2 separate regions of the Rattus norvegicus genome follow, and region 1 is linked to region 2. The links are chromatin contacts, called in public Hi-C maps. All regions are on one chromosome and are shown on one strand. The core of a region is the stretch at or near the end of the contact, and the rest is flanking DNA. Distances in the headings are between cores, read along the strand shown. Region 1 holds the start of Vof16 (ischemia related factor vof-16). Region 2 overlaps LOC102555203 (a long non-coding RNA gene).

Region 1 (5,840 bases), core at 502-3,001, 350 kb before region 2:
AACAGAAGCATTTGTATGGCGTTGCCCGATCATTCGAAATCACAGAGAAATTACAGCTATCCTAGCTTTATTGATCCTGCCCACGTTTCTTCTATTAGGCTGTGTACATATCTTGCCTTCAAAAGCACCGAATGTCTGCCATTCTATCAAATGCATGATGTAAATATATATTACCCATAAGTTAAGCTGATGTACCGCCATCATTTCCACATAGCCATACATACACATTGGCTGGGCTGGGGTGGGGAATCATTAATTACTTTATATAAACTCGCGGGCAACCTCTTACAGAACTGTACGCTTTGAAGCGTCTTCTACCAAGTGGTGCCAAGTAACAGTTAAATTACAGCCGCACGGGAGGCTTCAACAAAAGACATAGTACAGTTGTTGTACACTTCTCAGCTCAGCGTGCTGGTGCAAAAAAAAAAAAAATGCTTCCTTGACTGCAGTTTGGAGTAAAATGAGTAAAATTGCAAGGAATGCTTAAAAAATAGGCAACCGTTTCCTTCACCTTTCACTCCGTGTCACAATGAGACTACAAGCCATTCCAAAATCTTTCAGAGATGAAGGTGTTGGGTGTCTGGGTTGATTTAGGTATTTTCCAAAAATGGAGAGAAAGGTTGGGCTGAGAAGAGTGAAACTGTTTAAAGGGAACCGTGCGCCCGGAGTTTTCTACAACAAAGGAAAGGTAAGCCTCCCAGTCCTTCTCTCCTATGTGAGGCAGACCTGAGACACTGCAGCTACCCTGCCGTGAAAAGTTACAATCTCAGAAAACTACAAAGTGGGGAAAATGCTAACAATTGCCCTGAGAGAGGATCATTTTGAAATTTGGTTTGCTATGACCAATAACTTTGTCGGGGTGAATTAAAATCCTGATAGCAATCTTTCTAATTTCTAAAGCAAAGTCATGGACATTGATTGACCCCCCCCTCTCCGCCCCAAGAATGCGCTAATACCAAATGTGCCCAGTTGCTTCTTTCATTCCATAATATTTAGAAAATATATATCTATCTCCTTCATTTAAAAACCCATTGTGTATAACATTTTTAAAGAGGTACCAAACCAAGGAGGGAGAACTCTTCCTTCCATTTTTTTTTTGTTCTCACAAAATCTTGCAAAGTAACACATATTTTATCTTTCCTGATCTCTTGATTCCCTCCTTTTGTATTGAATATTAAGAGTTGAATATTTAACCTCTCCATTTAGTCCAGACTAGTGGTGTTCGAGGAACTACGTCAGGAAAACCTAGTCACATAGAACACACGTGTAGACAATGCAGAGGGAAATACATTCTCCTGCCCATTTTAATTGGGCACAATTTTGAGATTAACTGTTGAGCTTAAAAGTTGGAGGCATGGGGCATGCTGGGACTTCAGCTGAGATGTTCTGAGGCCAAGCACCAGGCACTGAGCTGTTGGTATTACGCTCCGATAGTACTGTGTGTTGCTCTCAAGGAATAGATCCAGCAGCCTCCGTATTAGCCATATACACAGGCATCCATAGCAGTGAACATGGGATGCTAACATCCTGTGCCTACTTTCACAGAATCCAGGAGCTGCCACACTCTGGTCACCTGATCCCACCTAACAATGGAAGCCTCAGAGGTGTATTCCCATCACTCGGACAAACTTTTCTTTCTTCCTTCCTTCCTTTCTTTCTTTCTTTCTTTCTTTCTTTCTTTCTTTCTTTCTTTCTTCCTTCCTTCCTTCCTTCCTTCCTTCCTTCCTTAAAAGACAAAAAGTTCCTTCAGCGATGCAAAGGCACGACTCGCAGCTCCCAAGAGCCTAACCCGTGGATTTAAACGGTAAACATCACAAGTTAGGGTCTCAGGGACTGAGGGGAGCGCAACACAATTCTTCCTTTCTTTCTTGAAACAAAACAAAGCAAAATAAATAAATAAATAAAAATGACAGGCGATCTCGGTTGCGGACACAGGAGTAAAATGCAGCAAACAGGTGGTCCAGTGTGGCTACCTCCTCGCTCTCCATGCCTCTTCCCTTCACAAAATTTAGATCCATTTCTGTCTCCATACAGCCCTGTATACGCAACACACACACACACACACACACACACACACACACACACACACACACATACCTGAACATGTAAATGCCTGTTGTATCAAAGAAAACTTTGCAGCTTTGGGTAAAATCACTCACCAAATTGGAAAATAATATGAATAGGCTCAGAACTATCCAGTTCTGTTCGGAAAAGAAAGGAAGCAATCTGCAATTGGAATTAAACGTCTCTTCAAACCTTTCATTTGTAACTAGCACGCTTGACTGAGGAGAGGAAAATATGCATCTACCTTCCCCCAGGGCAAGCGTGCCACATGCAACAATCCTAAGAGATGGGGTTTGGGGGAAGCGCTGGATTCCGAGGTTAGAAAGGTTTTTGAACTCACCCATTTGAAGTAGAGACTGGCTGCAGAGCTTCCAGGAGCGCCATCCGGAGCCGGGGGAGAATGTGAGCTCACAGTGCTCTAGGCTGGGCGAGGTGTTCAATAGGACAGAGAATGGGGCGGGGAGGGAAGGCGGGGGCAGGAAGCGATACTCCAAAATCCAGAGAAGACCGTAACTCTGTGGTTTATGCTTTGACCGGGGTTGGGGGTTGGGGGGAAGGCAGTTGGGTGGGAGAGGAGGGAGGGGCTGGGGCCGATCGAATTTGGGAAATAGTCGGTTAAAAAATTTAAAATAAATTAAAAAATCGAGAGAGAACAAGAAAATTTCCCAAGGACAGCTCGATTTAAAAAGAAAAAAATCTTTTTCTTTTTCTTCTTCTTTCTCTAGCATTCAGAGTTCTGTCAGTCTTGCAAACCTGGCCCTCCTCTGCATCAGCTGCTTGGCTGAGGCCAAGGCCAAAATCACCCAGAGCGAGCACCAGCCTGTCATTTGGTAGACGCAAAGTGGGAAGGGGTGGGTGCGAGCTGGGGAGATGCTCCCCCACCCTCGCCTCCCGCTGCGGATCCTTTGAAGCCTTTGGCCAATATTTCAGAGGAATCCGAGGCATAATCCCCCTCCATCTTCACAGACAGCGACTAGTGCTGTACCTGATAGAGTCGCTTTCTCCAACCTCCTCTGCCTGGAAGCCGTGCTTTCCTGTGCAGATTCCAAAAAAAAAAAAAAAAAAAAAAAAAAGAACCGAAAGGGAGGGGAAGCCTATGGGAAGATGCCTCTTTAAAAAATTTTTCTTTCCCCTCACCCCTCCTTTCTTTCTTTTATCCCAGGCCTGAGCAAAGTAGATGGCTGGCTGGGCACACAGAATAACAAAGCACCGGCTGTAAGGGAGACACTGGAGGGGGCCCTTAGACTCAGAATACAAATAATAATAAAAATAATAATAAATAAAAAGAAAAGGAAATAGCTAACTATTTTTAATAGACTTTCATATACAACTAGGAACAGTTAAGAGCTCCAGCCACCCCCCCCCCGCCCCCGAAGAACTACAATCACGCCAGCCAGCCTGCTAAACCGTGCCTTTTCCTTCTCTACATGGTCTGTTTAGAACACCTCCCCGACACACACACACACACACACACACACACACACACACACACACACACACACACAACTTTTTTTTCCTCACCTCTGTAGGTTCAGCTCATGTACAGTCCTTGGTTCAGCTCATGGTCTCTCCTTTTTTCTCTCCCTTTTTCTCTCCAAAAAGCTAGATCGTCATCACCATACCTAGTCAGCCTCTCTCTCTCTCTCTCTCTCTCTCTCTCTCTCTCTCTCTCTCTCTCATATTATTAATAATAATAGCCCTTTCGACATAGCAGCATGAAGTGGCTGCCTTTGAGAAAGCACATTTAATCTTTACTGGCTCCCCTAGGCTTCACTGAAGAAGAAGGCAAGGGGAGAAAAAAAGGAGAGAGAGGAAAAAAAGGCTTGTAAGGGAGGCTGCTGACGGACAGCAAGCATCAGGCACAAATCAGCGACACGTTGAATTTTCCTAGACCACACTGCCCCCTTTCTTCTCGGCTCTCTCCCTGGGCTCCTGGAAAGCCCCAGTGTCTGGTTACAGGAGGCAATGGGTCTCTTTCTGCCAACCATGGTACAGATTCCTCACATGCCTGCTTAAACCTCTGGCAGAGTAAGGAATCGATACCCCTCTCTAATCACCTTTAGCTCTTTGATGGCTTCCCCCCTTTTCTGAGAATCCACTTGGCTTCCCTCGCATCTCTCCCCTACCCCTCCCACCCTGCCAGGCTTTGGCTTACAAAGCTTGCAGGCTGTCATCCCTCACTTCCTTCTATATCTTGAAGACAAGCCTCTTCGAAAATGCTCTCGAGCTTACTCTCTCTGTGCTGTAGCATGTCTCCTCCCGGACTAGCAGCACCGGATGCACGGACACATCTCTCTGACTACTAATGAGATCAAAAATACACCATCGGGTCAGGGAACCTACACATTGTAATATATATGTATATATATTATATATATTACTATAAGTATATATTACACACATATAGTATATATTACATATGTACATAAATATATATTCTCTTGCTAGATCTACAGTTCTGGTAGCCCATTTATGGGGTGGGGGGGGGCTCATTCAAGATGGGAAATGTGAGGAAGTAAGACCTCTGTCTGGTGTAGTGTGGTTCTTTGGACCAATTGTTTGGCATCCACACACGTGTGTGGATGAGCGCAGGTGAGGCTTCTTGTGAAATTTTTCTTGTTCCTTTTCTTTTTAACGGGCAGATCGTCAACAACGCCCTAAACATTTCTTTGAAATTTGTGTGTGAAAGCATAAAAGAGCAATGACTCCAGTCTATATTTAAGATACACACACACTCTTCGGGCGCACAATGACCGTAATGCTAAAACTCTTGCCTTTGAATGGTTGAATTTTGCTGGTTGCCTCCGGTTGCAATGTGCACTAATTTGCCACTTACGTTCCTGGGTTTTGGAAAGCTACTCAATCAGTCTCCTCTGCTCAGACAAACCCTTGGCTTCTGCAGCAGACATATTTTCTGATTCCCAGAGCGTTTGTATCCTCCCATATTCATCAGATACATTCATACTTTATTGATCAGTCTAATGTCCTTCAATAATGATAAGCAATACTTCGGATGATGAAAAAGAGGGGGGTTGCAAGAAAAAATAGAAGCCATTCCCTGGGAGATGAAGGGTTTGCTGTCTTGCTGTCGCAGGTTTTAAATGCTTGCCTTTTATACAGTGTCCTCTCACGGTCCGTACCACTCCCTAAATTAGGGTCTCTGCCTATCTATAAACACAGGGTATACTGCTGCCTTAACCCAGTTTTCCCAATGAGGATAGAATCCTGCAGACAACAGACAGTGCTGTGTTAAAATAGAATACGGGGTTCTGTAAATAGCAAGAAAGGGGGGAAGGCAGCCAAGGATGCAGGTTCCCTGCAAGTGGGTGTTTTAAAAGGTAGTTTCTTTGTGCTCCTCACAGACTTTCATTGTGCTTTGTCTCTGATGGTGAGACTTCAGATGCACGGCTGGAAGCCGAACGAAGGAGAAGGAAGAGGGCTGGAGATGAGGCACCAGAGGAAGGGGGAAAGAGAGGAGAAGAGAAGAGAGGAGGAGGAAAAGCAGGAGGAAGAAGTCAAACGGGCCTAAGAGTACAAGTTCCACAATGTTGGAAGATCTTCAACACTTTTTTTTTTGTCACGACTAGGAAGGAAGAAGGTGTTTGCCAGGAGTTGGTGACTGGGTCAGAATCTTTTTCAGATTTGACTGCTTGGGTGTTTGTACTAGACTGATAAAGAAAAGAGAGGGGAGGGAGAGGGAGGAAGGGAGAGAGAAACATGCTAAAATAATCAAGAAGGGTGGAGCTGTCAAAAAAAAATCTTTGACTCATTGGGTG
Region 2 (6,147 bases), core at 3,164-5,663:
CTGGTTGACCCCAGGCTCATTCTACACAGTTTCTAGGAACCAAGCTCAGTTCCTCGTGTTTGCATAGCACATAGGATTACTTGCATTTACTGATAGAGCTATTAGTCCAGCAGCCAATGTGACCATGTCTGTGTAGTAATAGGGAGTAGAGAAATTCTTTATTCCCCTCTGTCCTAGATGTTATTTTCTTTTGGAGATTTTTATTTTATTTTATTATTTTATTTTTGGAGCTAATCTCATTTATCTCGGCCTCACTTCAAGCTCGCCGTGTAGCTGAGGATGATACTGAACTTCTGATCCTCCTGCCTCCACCTCAGACCTCCTAGGAGCCCAGGTGTGCACCACCGCATCTGGTCTGTGCTATGCTGAAGAGCAAACCCACGAACTTGGGCGAGCTGAGCAACCAGACTTTCATCTGAAATACAACCTCACCCCTGCTGAAGTGTATTTGATGGATGAAATTTGTATACATTTAAAAGGTATACCATGAAGTTTGATGTGCATGTGTTTTGTGAAATTCTACCCGTAATAGACCCAATTAGTGTGTTTATTGCTTCAGTTAACTCTATACATCTGATGAAAACTCCTGTGATCAGTTCTCGTAGAAAACGCCAAGTGTGTGTTACCTACTATAAATATCGTCACCGTGCTATCTACTAGATCTACAGAACCGATTCATCCTGCATAAATGACCTTTGACCAACATCCTCCTGGTCTTCCAATCCCAGGCCCTGGAAGCCATCATTATACTCGGGACTTCTCAACAAGTTTGATTTCCGCATGTAAATGGGATCGTGCAGAATTTGACTTTCTATGTCTGACATTTCCCATAATATAATGTTCTCCAGGTTCATTCATGATAGATGTGACATCGCATAGGTGACAGGAATCCTCCTTCTTTGAAAGCTGAATAATATTTCATCTTTACATGAATACGTATGTGTTCATATGTATGTGTCACAATTTATCTGTTCATTCACCTTTTCTGATGATTGCAGTGTCTAATGGATGCTGCTACAATGAACAGCAGGGTGCCATTACCTCTTTAAGATGCTTTTCTCATTTCCTTTGGCTACATACTCAAATGAGGGGTTGTTACAGCGCGTAGAGGTTCTATTTCTTAGGAACTTACACGCGAGTTTCCATACTAGCAATAATGATAGACATCCTGTCAGCTGTGTACAGGGGTCTGCTCCCCACATCCTTCTCAACACTTACATACATGTTTAATAGTGCCCATCCAAACAGGTGCTAGGTGATAGCTCACTTATGTGTACACATGGCATGCATATGTTGTCCACTTTTCAGTGTTTGGCTTTAAGGCTTCAAGACCCAGCCATCCAAGTTGAATATAGTAAGTCGGACCTGTAATTGTGGCACTTAGAGAAAGCTGAGGCAAGTGACTGCTGCGTGGTCAAGACCAGTCAAGGCTACACAGTGAGTCCCAGGCTAGCCCCTGAGCCATGGAGTAAGACCTTATCTTAAGAGTCATGTGTCTTGTCTTTGCAGAATAATTTCTTTCTTTATGAGACCTGGATCTACTCAGATGTACTCTAGTTTTTTAAAACCTTCTCTACGTGTAGTAATGGGTCTTATTTAAGAAACAGGGTGATTCCTCTACTTGCAAATACTGAATGCTAGTTCTAAAATTCACATGCGCACACCTAGTTGGGACAAATCAACGCCACTTATGGTTTCTGTTTGTCTTAGCAAAGTAATAAGGAGCAGCATTCTGTCCAAATACCTGGGAATAGATTAAGTAAGAAGAATAAATGCAGTAATTAGTTTAGGAGTTGAAAGCAGGGCTGACTTCATTATATAATGGCTTCCAAAGGGAATGGGCTGTCTTTCCTTTGAAGTTTGATTAAAGGTGTGCCTAGGGATGGTATTCCACTCGGCCCTCCTCAGGGATTTCTTTGCACGGTGTGCTTTCCCCTGGGGTAGTTGGTACAATGATCTGTTCCGCTTTCCTTCACAATTGTCCTGAAGCCCTTTGTGTTTTCAAACTGCCTCGCCGGTGTCTTGTTCCTTAGGATTCCATGAGGGGATTCCATGAAGCTAGCACAGTTCAAAGGATTTCTGGCAAAACTGTAATGAAGAATGTGATCATTGGTACGATCGTTTGCTTTTCGAATTGTCTTTTAAAAGTATTGTCATGTCCAAAACTCAAGCATGCTTGGAAAAAAAAAACATGAGGCTTGGCTTTCTCTCTTTGGATAGAGGCTACCATTGACAGATTTAAGCACACAACGGTCAGATAAACCTACATTTCAGATAAACAGATGACTTTTTAGCATACATGTCTCAATAACTCCTAAGAAATCAAATTCTAGGAGTTCTGGGTTCTTATTTTCTAAGTCTGGTTGGTACCTCTGGTATAGGACGATGATCTACTTACTATTGACCCCAGAGCTGTGTAAAGTCCAGCAAAATTAAATGAATAAATAAATAAAATTGTGATATTCATTCTTTCAAAAAGTTTTAGGAATTTTTTATGAGTCTAGCTACGTGGCTCAGCAGGTAAAAGCACTTGTTGCTAAGTCGGATGGTGACCCAGGGGCCACAGGGGAGAAGGAGAGAACCGACTGTTGCAAGCTGCCCTCTGACCCTCACACAAAAGTCATGGCATGTGGGCACTCATACACACACAATAAATGTGAGTGCAAGCATGCTTGTGTGTGTGTGTGTGTGTGTGTGTATAGTGCATGCATGTGAATTCTTGCATGCATGCATGAGGTGTGTGTGTGTGTGTGTGTGTGTGTGTGTGTGTGTGTGTGTGTGTGTGTTCATGTACCACAGTGCTCATGTGGAAGTCAGAGGACACTTTCAGAAGTCTTCCATCCCATTGAGGCAGGGTCTCCAGTGTAATCTTCCTGGGTTGGAGCATCATTTCCAGAGATAAAATGCTCCCTAAATGTAGGTACAGTATATTGCTAACTAGATTATACAACAGCATCACTCTATCACCCAAGATTTACCTGGAGACTCACTGGCATCAAGCAATAAGTGATGGGCAATGGGCACTCCGTGTTTAGAGCAAAAAGATCCGAGGTTGAATTTCATCGTTGACTGTCGCACCTCTGGCAAATAAATTCCCCAGCGTTTCCGATTCTTTGTCTACAGTGATAGGGATAAGATGGCTACTGTAAGAGCCAAGTTAGGGGTTGGAGAGATGGCTCAGTGGTTAAGAGCACTGATGGTTCTTCCAAAGGTCCTGAGTTCAAATCCCAGCAACCACATGGTAGCTTACAACCATCTGTAATGAGATCTGATGCCCAATTCTGGTGTGTCTGAAGAGAGCTACAGTGTACTGATTTAAATAAATAAGCCTTTAAGAAAGAAAGAAAGAAAGAAAGAAAGAAAGAAAGAAAGAAAGAAAGAAAGAAAGAAAGAAAAAAGAAAGAAGCCAAATTAGCTAATGTGCACAGAAGCACTTTGCTTTTATGAATGGCTATAAACAGATTATGACTTATTAGAAAGTCACTCTGATCTAGGGGTAGCCCAACCCTCAGATCCCAGCACGTGGGGAGAGAAGAGTTGGGGTCAACCTGAGTTACACAGTAAAACCCGGGAGAAGAGATGGGGAGAAGACGAAGGAGAGAAGAGGGGAAAAGTGCCACCGAAGGTACCCTGGCCTCAGCTTGCTTTGAGGTGGGGTTGAGACTGCACAGGGAGGGCTCTTTCTCCAAGTTTTCAAGGGCAGAATTCTTAGCCACTAATCACAAGTAGTCATTTTACCGTCCATTCTCTTCATATTTCAAAAGACTAGGGTTCGAATGTCAGTTCCAAACCTCTGTTTCTTCTCATAACAAACGGACCAAATGATATTCACTCCACAGGAAGAGGGGCTGAGAAACATAGAGGCATGGAGCTTACGAGTTTTCTCTCTAGGGATGTGCTCTTTTCTCTGCTCCTCCTGGAGCGTAGGCTGCAAGCCCTGAGGAGTGGATAGGCTTAACGAATAGGCCTCAGTTTCCCTTGTCTTTCTTTGCTTAGTGGCTCTAAAAATCAGAGCCCAGCAGGAGAGGCGTGGGAGAGGCCTCTTCCAATCTCCAGACGTCCTTCTAAGATGGGGTCAGAAACGCTCAAAGCTGTTTTACCAGCGATCACTCTGGACTCCCAAGACAATAACCTTCTCTAATCACTACCAGATTCCCGCCAGAAAGCAGCAGGGGAGCAGTTGCCTTGACCCGCCAGGGCCTCCAGCCCCTCCCCGCCAGACGCAGGCTAATGGGATACAGACGTCTCCCTCCCAGCGCCGCTCTCCCACCCGCAGCCCCTCTCCAGACGGACGTCGCTCTTCCGAAGTCATTTTTTGCAGGTCACCAGGCCACTTTTCCACGAAGCCAGGGAGAAGCCTGCACCTCGGGACTTCCTAGCTACCCAGAGGGTATTGTATTCTCTTCTGGTGGAAGCCAACTTCAAAAGGGCATCAGGCGGGGCTCCGCACTCATTTCGATGGTACAACAGTGACCTCCAGTGGCAGAGCCCGGAGACGAAAAAAATCTCCTGCCATGTCTCAGAATTCTGTCCTCGAGGAAGACAGTCTACAATGTGACAGGCTTTCTCTTGCGAATCTAAAAAACGACGACGACCATGATGGACTCCATAGTTGCCGAATCTAAGCAATCCAGAATATGTGGCCAGGGGCAAGTCTCAAGTCCACAATCTGAGCACCATGGCCTATCATTTGTTTAGTACAACTTCCTCAGCCCTTAATCCACTCCAGACCCCGCCCTGGTCCCCAAGTGGCTTCTGTTAATTCCTCTGTTAGAAATGACCTCTTCATCTCTCTGCCTGATAAAAATCTTCGCGATGATGTCAGATGAGAGCTTGCCATTTGGGGACACTTTCCCAGATCATCCCTCCTAACAGAATTAATTCTGTCTTCAAAACATATAGCATCAAGGACGTCCATACTGCTGTACGCGTTTGGCTTAAGCAGCAACGTGATATAGCACTGTTATAGGGACATACACAGTTGTGAGTTAAGGGGTCTGGGGTGTGAGGCACGTCTACAGCACTGTGACAAATGCCTGCGAAAATGACGTAAGAGAAGAAGGATTTATTTTGGCCCACTGATTTGCATCTTTCTGTCCACTCTCACTGGTATCTGTTGCTTCCAGTCTGATATGTGATGAGACAGAATATCAGGGCCAAGTGCAAAGTGGCCTTCCTTGGGGCAGACGGGAGGTAGAAATGGGAAGGAACTCAATAGGGACAAAATACATCCTCCTAATGGATGTCCCCAGAGCCTGCTTCCTCCAGCAAAGCCTTACTTATTAATCTCTACCAACTCCCTTCAAATTACAAGCTCGTGGATGAGCCGATCTACAGATTAGCTCCGAGCCCTCCTGAACCGACCATCTTCCCAACGCTGGACTGTTCACTGTCGAGTCGAGGACAGAGTCCTTAACATATGATCCTTGACGAGGGGTGCACCTCACATGCAAATTATAATTACTGAGCTCAGAACGCTGCAGACTAGTGGGGTGGGCACAGGAAAACAACTGCCATCGAGGGTAGTAAGGGGTTCCATATTTGTCTCCAGTAAGAGTCTTCACTCCCGTCTGGGGGGAAAAATGCAATCAGAGACTCTAAATACAGAGAGGGTTTGGTTGGGTATTTGGGACTGAATAGGAGTTAATGAGGCAGGTAGAGTGATTTAAGATGGGGAGAAAAAAAAAGATGCTCATTTGGACGTGAAATAATTACCTAGAAGTGATTGTGTTGACACAAGGGGCAGCCCACACTGGCTGGATTATCTGTCACTGGATGTTGCATGGTCCAGAGATAGTAGGCTGGAGGACAACTGAGACCAGGAGAGGGGGTCTTCCAAACTGTTGGCTATATAAACCAGGGTCATCAACGATGGCTGAACTAAAGCATGATTTGGGGATAAGAAGCTCACGCATAAACTAGAGTGGCTCACAAAACAAGATGAAAATCAAAACCAGGTTTCTGCCCGTTAGTGATCCCCAGATGGACTGGTGTACAGAATGTGTTGGTCAAATATCATCCAGAGTCAAAGCCAAGTCAATGATCAAGTGAACGAACAGTCAGGCACAGTGCCTCAAAACGGGAGGCAAAACCACAAGAAGGGCAGCTGCCTGGACTGCAGTTTCGAGTGGAGACGAATATCAACAT

The links. Hi-C and Micro-C count contacts between places; a contact is called where the count stands out from the background.
Region 1: a Hi-C map of Schwann cells shows a contact between it and region 2, with 11 times the contacts expected there. The contact joins the promoter of Vof16 here to the enhancer-like site in region 2. A contact is called at or near these places in 5 of 12 Hi-C or Micro-C datasets (the A7r5 cell line, the Rat2 cell line, Schwann cells and 2 more) and 1 of 1 datasets of contacts at active chromatin or transcription factors (oligodendrocytes).

What each region holds. Positions count from the first base shown.
Region 1 is chr8:50,846,043-50,851,882 of GRCr8, reverse strand. Vof16 (ischemia related factor vof-16) reads right to left here and starts at 1,751. Exons shown (of 1, transcript NR_037614.2): 1 at 1-1,751. The region is part of intron 3 of Lnc215 (long non-coding RNA 215); the gene reads right to left. It overlaps Mir125b1 (microRNA 125b-1), which reads right to left and starts at 1,847; the gene lies at 1,761-1,847. It also overlaps a transcript of Mir100hgl not described here.
Region 2 is chr8:50,499,202-50,505,348 of GRCr8, reverse strand. LOC102555203 (a long non-coding RNA gene) reads right to left here. Exons shown (of 4, transcript XR_005488105.2): 2 at 5,716-6,147; 3 at 2,979-3,117; 4 at 1,782-2,088. Among named protein-coding and RNA genes, the nearest start is that of Ubash3b, 73 kb to the right of the region's middle. Within about 2 kb of position 4,413, at least 55 of the 93 cell types and tissues checked have an H3K27ac peak or open chromatin away from gene starts, as enhancers often do. A contact at or near this core is called in Schwann cells and prefrontal cortex, where this site is marked.